2 separate regions of the Rattus norvegicus genome follow, and region 2 is linked to region 1. A link is a contact called in public HiChIP or PLAC-seq data. All regions are on one chromosome and are shown on one strand. The core of a region is the stretch at or near the end of the contact, and the rest is flanking DNA. Distances in the headings are between cores, read along the strand shown.

Evidence for each region. HiChIP or PLAC-seq counts read pairs in DNA pulled down with a chosen protein or histone mark.
Region 2: a contact with region 1 is called in an H3K27ac HiChIP or PLAC-seq map of oligodendrocytes, with 12 times the contacts expected there. The contact joins two enhancer-like sites. A contact is called at or near these places in 1 of 12 Hi-C or Micro-C datasets (frontal cortex) and 1 of 1 datasets of contacts at active chromatin or transcription factors (oligodendrocytes).

Annotation. Positions count from the first base shown.
Region 1 is chr1:25,154,571-25,159,123 of GRCr8, reverse strand. The region is part of intron 2 of 1700020N01Rikl (RIKEN cDNA 1700020N01 gene like); the gene reads left to right. Among named protein-coding and RNA genes, the nearest start is that of 1700020N01Rikl, 58 kb to the left of the region's middle. Within about 2 kb of position 1,648, at least 42 of the 93 cell types and tissues checked have an H3K27ac peak or open chromatin away from gene starts, as enhancers often do.
Region 2 is chr1:25,341,509-25,346,419 of GRCr8, reverse strand. No RefSeq gene overlaps it. Among named protein-coding and RNA genes, the nearest start is that of 1700020N01Rikl, 130 kb to the right of the region's middle. Within about 2 kb of position 1,554, at least 14 of the 93 cell types and tissues checked have an H3K27ac peak or open chromatin away from gene starts, as enhancers often do.

The DNA of each region.
Region 1 (4,553 bases), core at 399-2,898:
TCTCAACAGAAAATAAATTTCTTTTCATGAATTGTAGTCAAAAAGAGGCGATAGCCACCATCAATCAGGAACCAGACACACCCGTCATGCATCTCACTCACAAAGCCTTCTGTGGTTAAGCCTCCATGTGTATTATAGTTTTAAATCTATGCTCAACCCTTCTCACTTAAACATTAGAGGAATAATTTCTGCTTTTTCTACTGTTTCAGAATTACTTAGCATTTTCTGTTTTTGTTTGTAGCCTTTCTTTAGGTGTGTGTGTGTGTGTGTGTGTGTGTGTGTGTGTGTGTGTGTAGTTTTACTCCCACATCGACACTGACATGTATAGCTACAAGCAGCCCTGATAAAATAAATCAGTAAGACAGCATCTTTGGGAATAGCTTGCAGAAGCAAGAAGGATAGGAAAACCTGTGTGCTCAGCTACTAAGACAATGACATGATTCATCCTCTCATCCAGATGTAGTTCTGTTGCATTCAACGGTGGCTTCGGAGGGTCAGGAAGCCTCTCCCTTTCCCTTCAATGGCTTTTTTTTTTTTTTTTGCAACTGTTCATTTTGGCTGTTGGTGTCTCCCCAGCTGGGACTGGACACTCGTGTTAGCCGAGAACTGAATGTCTCAGCCCCGCTGCATGAGCCCCATTGTGAGATGTGAGTTGCTGGGTAGGGTGCTGTACCATTGGTGTTTATGGCTGTTTGGGTAACAGGAAGAAACCTGGTACTTTTGTTCTGTTCAAACACTCATCCTATTCATGGGCACTGTTTATATCAGAGGAAAATGTTCTTGCAGAGAGACCAATAATTTAGAAAATACTTGAACAGGAGTTTGAATGGCTTCTGTTGGTGTCTTTATTTGTACTCTACTGCAAAGTACAATGCAAGTCTGTCTTAAAGTGTTCTCTCTCGCGGGCTTGCTTTATTGTGAGCCAAACCTTGTTCCCTGTGCACAGAATAAAGCCACTATCATGAACAAAAAGGCTGAAACATATAATTCTCAGTCTCGACTTCTCGAATCATAGAAAGAACGACCGTAACAAAAAGCACATGTGTGCCCACCTGCAGCTTTCATTTTCAAAACAAGTTAAATAAAATCAAGTAAACCATGAGATGTCGTTACAAATGTATTACGGAGCACTGTAGCTCATTAGCCCCAAACACATGGAAAGTTTTCCAACTGAGAGTGGGGAGTTAAGACTTGGAATGCAGAAGCTTCCGCATGGCTGAAGGTCTGTGCCGTTCCTAGACCCTCCCTCTACTCCGTTATGATTAAACCACTACTACTAAAGAGGAGACAACTCTTTGAGATGTTACTTTGGGCAGACAGTGGGCTAAGCCCACGAAGCATTCTTTGTGGAGAAGCGGCAGCTTACATATCTAGCAATTGATTTTTACGTCCTTTCTCAGCCTTGTTGTCCTAAGTTGGGTGTGGAATTTCCCCAGCCAGAACTTGGAGAGCAACAGTGGCATCTCGGTCTGAAAGTCATCTTTGGACATCTGCACTCCCTGAATCCTGCTGGCTTTTCAGTGTCAGCACTAAAGACATGTTGAAGTCTGCCGGATTTTCCTCATGGTCCCAGCCCTAATGGTGATCTAGTCACATCCTCAACACAATGCGTTCAGCAAACAGATACGGCCAAGGCCCTCTAGGGGGCACAGCGGTCATGCAACTACTTCTGGTTGGTCTGTACCAACCATGTGATGCCACCCAAGGCAGCTCCCTTTAAGATCGCACTCAAGCACAAGGGAGATGTATTGCTTTCTGGTAAGGGGAAGTGGATGATGCAGATCTCTAAGCTGGCAGCACTGTGCCCTTCCCAGACTCAGTTGTTCCATCCAAACCCAAGCTAAGAAGTCCTAGGCCTTCTCTTCTGCACAGAGCTGGTATCTATCCACCATTCCTGGGTGGAAACAAAGGAAGGCCAGGCCCCTCCGTTCTCAGGTACACAGACCTAAAGAGGTCTGGCTATCACCCTTCCCCGGGGTTTTGCCTTTATTGCGAGACAAGCCCCAGAAGGCGTCGTTTGCAGCCATCTGTGTCTTGAGTCCCCTGAGTTCTCCTCCTTCCCTCTGTCAAAAGTCCTCAGTGGAATCCTGGGGATTGCAAGAGCTCCATTCTGCATTAAACACCCCACCCCCACCCCAGATACTCCGCCCGACGTTGGAAAGCGAAAAGCCAAAGAAATATCTTACTCTGTACTTCATGCTTTGGTATCAAATCCTGGAGGAATAATCTGAGAAAAGGAAATCAATGGGGGAATCATGGAAACAGGAGGGGTGGGGAGAAGCAGATGACCAGCTTAGTCTTAACGTGGTTTCAAAATGTTTTGTGTTGTTTGGAGTTTCAGTACCATCAGAGGACCCATAGGGTCCTGGAAACTCTAAGAGTACCAGGACTGTAAGGCTCTCTTCCATGGGAGAAACTGCACACCAGCCTTTACCGGGTATGCTATTTCTATGTTTATTTTTTTGCTGCTGAGGAAGAAACTGAGGGTCTTGTTCACTTTAGGAGCCTCTGCACTGGAGATGGGGCCTTGCTGTTAGCAGTGGTAGGGTTTCACCTCACAGTGTAATGCAGGCTGACCTCAAACTCGGAGTTCACTATCCTCCTGGCTCAGCCTTTTCCAGACTGGGCTTATTGGGATTTGGTTTGGTTTGGTTTGGTTTGGTTATGGGGGTTGGTTTGGTTTTTTGGTTCTGGTTTTTTCTACACAGGGTTTCTCTACTTGGGTTTTCTCTGTGTAACTCTGGTTTTCCTGGAACCTGCTCTGAAAACCAAAACCAGGCTGGCTTCTGCCTCTGGACTGCTGAGATTAAAGGCATGTACCACCAGCAACCAGTGAATGCTGGAATTGTTAGCACAGCACACCCCACCAATGTCCATAGTCTGGCTGTTACCGTTCCTCCAGTACTGGGGTTAAGCCTAGGGCCTTACAAAAACTAGACAAGTGACCTACTACAGCTGGAGTTGCTTCATTGTGGGTTTTTCTTTTTCCTATCCTTTATCCGCCCCCATGTGTCACTCCGATGGAGAGAAAGGATAGGAGAGAGGGAGAGAGATCCCAGAATCTAATTTCTTTCCTTTTGTTTCTTCTTAGATCACAGTTACAAACAAACTACAACCAGCCTCTCTAGAAGACAACCAACCACCAACACCAGGGGCGGGGTGATGAGGGTGGTGGTGGTGGTGGTTGTGGTGGTGGTGGTGGTTGCATCTATATAACCTCTGAAAATTTCACAGAATTCCAAAGTCACATAATTGCAAAACTACCTGCAGCTGGCAAAACCACACATCTGCTAGAACGCAAGACAAATCATAGTCAGCTGCCGCAGTCAGAAGCAGCCCCACATCCCTACATCTGAGATTAAAACCAAAGCACGTTCTTATATTTCTCTGGTTTTTAAAGAAACCAGAATTCCAGAGTTATCACTACAACCTGCCAATAAACTACATCCACAGTCCATATGAAAGTACTTCAAAACATCTCAGGCAAATCATCCTTATAATTTTGTATATATTCACTTTCTAATAGAAGCACCAAGGCCTATAATCCTAAATGTAATTGTAGTTGACTGGAAATTATAATTATTTTCTATGACCTCCAAAATCAAGGGTGCCATCCCTAACTTCTTAATGTATCTCTAACTTGTTCAGGAATCTATTATTTTATTTTAAAATCTGTTTATATGTCACATTGATCTATTTTCAAGGATAATGCATTCTAAAGCCTTACTAAATAAAGTATAAATTTCTCTCAACCTGACTAAAAAACATGACTTTGATATTTCCTTAGGAATTTAGGAGACTAGTCCTTGTTTATGATATCTGTAGAAAGCACTCATCATCTGAGCTACATTGTGATATGTGTGGATATATGTGTACATCACATATACATGTCTGGGTAAGGTCATGTGTGTGATGTGTATGCACACAGGTCAGAGAATGGCCTTGGTTGCCTGTCCTTACCTTTCAACTATCTGGGACAAGGTCTCACTTTGTTGTTCACTGCCGAGTAATGCCGCAATGACCCATGGGCTTCTGGGTATCCTAATGTCTGACCTCCCATCCTGTCCTAAGAGCAATGGCATTACTGTTGTGTGCTACTGTGCCTGGCTTCTCTGTGGGTTGGGGATTTGATCTTCCATCCTCACACTTTCATGGCGAGTACTTTACCAGACTGAGCCTGTCTTCCTACCTATAATTGTATTTCTTATAACTGTTCTGTCTTCTTAAAGTATAGGGATGGCAGGGAATGAATTCCACAATCAATGTGAATTCACAAAGATGTTTTTATAATTTTCTTTTTTCTTGTTATGTTTTATTTTTGATAGTTTCATAATACATACAATGTATTGTGATTTTTCTCAGACATAAACAAACAAACCAATGACTGATTGTTGGCTCTTGGGTTTGAAGGAGAGAAGTACCGTATGTTACATGAAATGAAAGACTAGTGGTTACTAATATGATGTTGAAGACACTGACTTCCTTTACATTTGTTAGCAAGAAAAAAGCGCAATCCACTCATCTCTAGCTTAAGTGGGATTCTCTTAATGCCG
Region 2 (4,911 bases), core at 305-2,804, 190 kb before region 1:
GTTAGGCTTACTGACAGAACAGTGGAGTTTGTGGACAAGATCGTGTACAGCCTTCAAACTCCCACACTGGGATATCTGTACCCAACATGAATGGTAACAGCCCCCTTGGCTATAGATGGGAGCCCTTCCCAGTCTATGAACGTCTAGCTCTTCCTTGATGTCCTGTGCAATTAGAGCCTAATTGGGAGGAGTTGCTGGATACTTGGGCGATGGTCCTGTGACCATCCTTGAACAACCTTCCATGAGGGATGGTCAAGAGTCAACAAGCCCACTGTGGTGATCATTTGTGTGTACAGGTGAACTTTGAGAAGATGACAGAAGATTGTGGATGTTCTACACAATACTCTTAGTGAATTCTCTTGACTCTGGGCTTCCTGTTCCCCAACTGACTGGGGATACTGCACATACTTAAAAACAATAACAGCAATAACCCCCCCTCACTCCCCTCCCCCCAAAAAACTAAGGGGCTCTCAACCTTCGAAAGTTAAATCAAGTGTCTCCTCTTTGGACAATCTTTGTCTAGCTTCAGCAAGATACTACTTCCCATTTTCTTTGTGCTTACCAATAATATCAGAGCCTTTAACAAATAAGATCATTCTTTGTTCCGTATTTTGCTTTGTTTTTCTATCACCAAAGTTAGGGTCCTGATGTGTGAACAAGTCTGGCCTCTCAAACATAGCGAGAGTGGTAAACACCTGAGAACAAGAAAGTTGTGTTAATAATGAACTTGACCAAGTCACAGCTGCAGGTTTGCTCATGGCACCATCCTGGGAAGTGCCTGGACTAGCTTCAAAGTCAGACCTGACTAGGGAAGAGGAATGAGAAAAAAAAAAATCTCTCTCAGGGTCAAGCATCTGAGCAAAAGCAGAATCTAGATGCTGCACACACAACAAATAGCCTTGAATTGACCACTCTCTGATAAAAGGCCTGAAATCACAGCTAAAAGAGTTATTTTGCTGGACACTTGAAGCCAGATGCATACAGAAGTCAATATCTGAATTGGAGTTGTCCTTGAGGTAGACAGTTTCGGAGTTGACCCTGGAAAGTGGCATCAGAGGCTGGGAACTGCGTTAGGCAACGGGGTTTTTGGGTGGCATCCCACTTGAAGATCCTTGAGCTTTGCAAAGCCAGGGAAGAGAAAAACATTCTGAAATATTAGTTGTCTTAGAAAATTAGGGCACAGGAAAGAGAGGGTTTTTGTATCCCAAGATGGCTTGGAGACTGATTCACTGCCACTAGGTGACGCTGTGATAAATTGCCACTAGGTGACGCTGTTTCTTCATCTGTGAATCTTTCTGTCGCACTCCCATCCCCACCCGCGACAGCTTGCAGCTGGGGTCAATGCTCCCTCCTGGGATCCAGCTTTGGCTGTAGCAAGGCCAGGATGAAAGACACCTTAGTTTCACTTGGATGCCTCCCTTGTAAAATACAGAGTCCTGGTACTGGCGATTCTGAAAAACTTCTCCAATTACTTTTTTTTTTTTAACTTTAAAATGATAAGGTTGGGCCCGTTCTGCCTTTTTATATAAGCAAGCAAGCAGACACTTGCACATGAGTGCCACTCCTCAACCGAATCGCAGTTAGATAATTGGACAGAAAACACAAGGGGCAAGAATCAAATGAACAATGGCACGCTTGTAGACGCTGGTATGCTTCCTGAGCTGCCTACACAATTCCCATGTAAGACCTATTTACGTGCTCAGTGAGTGTAGAGCTATGTAGAATTTTAGAGGCTTCACAGACAATTTGCCGCATATCTATGCATGTTTCCCCAGAGGGAAAAGCTGTTTGTTCTGTGACCATGCCTTTTTTTTTTTTTTTAAACCTTTCTAGCTCTAGAACTTTCTTTTTGGCGGTGGGTCAGCTGGATCCTGGGCTTCCGGGTGTGAAATTACTTAATTTTGCATAGGAGTTCTTCTTGCTTTAAGTCTCTTGTAATCACTGATAGAAATGGTCACCTAGCTCGGGTGTGAGCTGGGCTTCCTGCCTCCGTCTTTAACAGAGATCCAAGAAGAGTGGCTTGCTCCAGATGTTTTCCATGCTGTGGTTATTATGCCAAGGCAAGGATACCGGGGCGGGGCCAATCATGTTACTGCGTACATTTCTGACCAAGGATGCTTGTCTCTTGTTGGTACTGGTCATTATGGAGCCCAGATCTGTTCAACGCACAGACAGGCTGTTTTGCCCTTGGCCGCTGGTAGGTCGTTTGTCTGCTACGTCTTACAGGATTTGTAAGAACCAGGTACCCGTTATAAACAAAATGCCCACCCTTAGCCTACCATGAAAATACCACCTCAGTAGGAGGAGTGACTTGGAGACATTTAAAGAAAACTGGCAACATGAATACGAGATGGGGTAGAGAAAGTTTGAAAACACAAATATTTAAGTCTACCACTTTGCAATCTTGGTTCATGCGAGGTTGAGTTTCAACTTCGTTTTTTCTTCATCTCATGTAATGGTAAAAGTTTTATTTTTAGTAAATGTTTGAGTTACTGTTCTTTAAGAAGAAAGATTAAAAATAACAACAATCTCCAAATGCCACTCTCCCCTCTCCCCTCTACCCCTCTCCTTTATTCTCCCACCCCTCTCCCCTCTCCCCTCTGCCCCCACCCCCTCTCCTCTTTCCCCCCTCCTCTCCCCTCTGCCCCCACCCCTCTCCTCTTTCCCCCTCCTCTCCCCTCTTTCCCCCTCCTCTCCTCTTTCCCCCCTCCTCTCCCCTCTGCCCAGCATCTCTTCTCGCTAGCGCAGTCCGGCTCCAGTGTTCACAGCTAACAAGGTTTCATTAGTGTGGAAAGAGAATTTGGCCTTTGCTGCCAAACACAGAGCTGAGCTTGATGCAGCCTCAGCAGGAGACAGTTTTCCCTTTCTTCATCTCCGCGCTTCCCTGGTGTGTAATCTTGTCTTTTGAAATAGTTGTAATCAGAACAAATTACCTAAAGAGCAGGGAATGAAAAGATCTCCCAGCCTTTGTGGGTATTTTTCAGTTTTCTTTAACAACTGGCACCTTCCCCTCAGTAATTGAAAATGATCCAGGAAATCTGTATGTCCTTGGCAACACTTCTCCCGAGTGTTCAAGCTAGGCTTTTAAGGTGACAGCAATTGTTTTGGCTGGTGCAGGGAGATCTGGGGAAAAGAAGAAACCTACCTCCTGGTCTCGTTCCCTTCCATCAAAGGGGTCAGAATAAAAAATTTTAAACAACTGGCTGCTGGGGCCTGGGGAAAGAGCCATGGGTTTATGGCTGGTCTGGATCCAAATCTCATAAGCTACAAGTCAGGTCGGTTATAAGTGCTAGTCACCACATAGCTGTATTTCACAAAATGAACGTTGGAAGTAGGAGGAGACATGGTCTGTAGTACCACCCTTGGTCTGTCAGAGACTGAGCTGCTGGACTTCTACCAGCATGTGTAAGGATGCTAGCTTCCTACGTCTGTCTTCAACCCTTCTTTGGTCCTTCAGTGCCAATAGGACCTACGTTAGTGTCAGAAAGAACTCGTTATGCTTTTGAAATACCATGGGTTCTCTGCAGCACACATCTGGCCTCTCTCTCTCTCTCTCTTAAAGCATTGGAAGGTCCTTGATTCCTTCTTGGATTCTGAGAGATGGTGTCCTAGTTAGGGTTTCTTTTTGTTTTTGTTGGTTTGTTTGTTCATTTGTTCGTCTTGTTTTGTTTGTTTTTCAACTTGGCACAAGTTACAGTTATCTGGTAAGAGGAACCTCAGTTGGGAAACCACCTCCATCAGATTGCCTTTAGGCAAGTCTGAAGACATTTTCTTGATTGTCAACACAACAGGGCCCAGCCTACTGTGCACCGCATATCCCTGGACAGGTGGTCCTGAGTTGTTTAAGACATCTGGCTGGGCAAGCCATGAAAAGCAAGCAAGTATGCATCATTCTTCCAAAGCCTCTGCTTCAGTTCCTGCCTCTAGGTTCCAGCCCTGCCTGAGTTCCTGTCCTGACTTCCCACAGTGATGAACTGTAATAGGGTCTTGTAAGTCAAACCCTTTCCTCCACAAGTTGTTTTTGCTCACAATCTATCATAGCAACAAACAGCTAACTGAGACAGATGGAGAAGCTGTTTGAGTTCACTACTATTCAGTGGGTGTCAGACCCTTGGGAAAGGAGGCCGAAGGATCTGAGTAGGAGTTTACAATGCCCCTGGGAAATGCTTCGGGGAAGCACCTGGCACTTCAGGTGCGATTTCTGTGTGCTGGAGCTAGGCATATGTGGAAATAAAGTCAGTCATCAGCAAGGCTTTTTCTTGAAGTAGGTGTTAATGCTCCCGTGTTTACTCAGGAGGCTATGGGAAACATACAGCTAGGGGTCATGGGACCGTTTATCAGTATTCACTAATGACAAGTCAGGTGGAGAAGACCTAACACTGACCAAGCACTATCACTCTATGTCTAAAGCTCTTTCCCCCTTTGCAGGGCTGTGTGGGTCAGCATTAGTTTATAATGCCTTGAAGATATTACCATTAGTTGAATGAAAAGTGAGCAGAGCTTTACAGAGCTTTGTGTGATCCAAGACTAGTATACTTAGGGCATGGGTCTGTCTGCAAAGTCTAAGGAGAGTTCAAGAGGTGATAAAGACTCAAGTGTCTGGAGGGGAGGGGATTTAACACACACACACACACACACACACACACACACACACACAGCAAGTGTCCTAGTGAGAATTAATGGTGAATTTGGCAACCTACCATTACCTGAAAAAGATCTCAACTGAGTAGTTGTCTTTATCATGTTGGTCTTTTGTCATGTCTTCTTAGACCCAGTCCACTGTGGGCAACACCATTCCCTGGTCAGGCAGTTCTGGGCTATATAAGAAAAGTTAACTAATGGGATCACAGCAGGAGACAGGGAAGTGGATCTAGGGTCCCACCCTCAGCCAAGAACCTATTTGCAGATGAT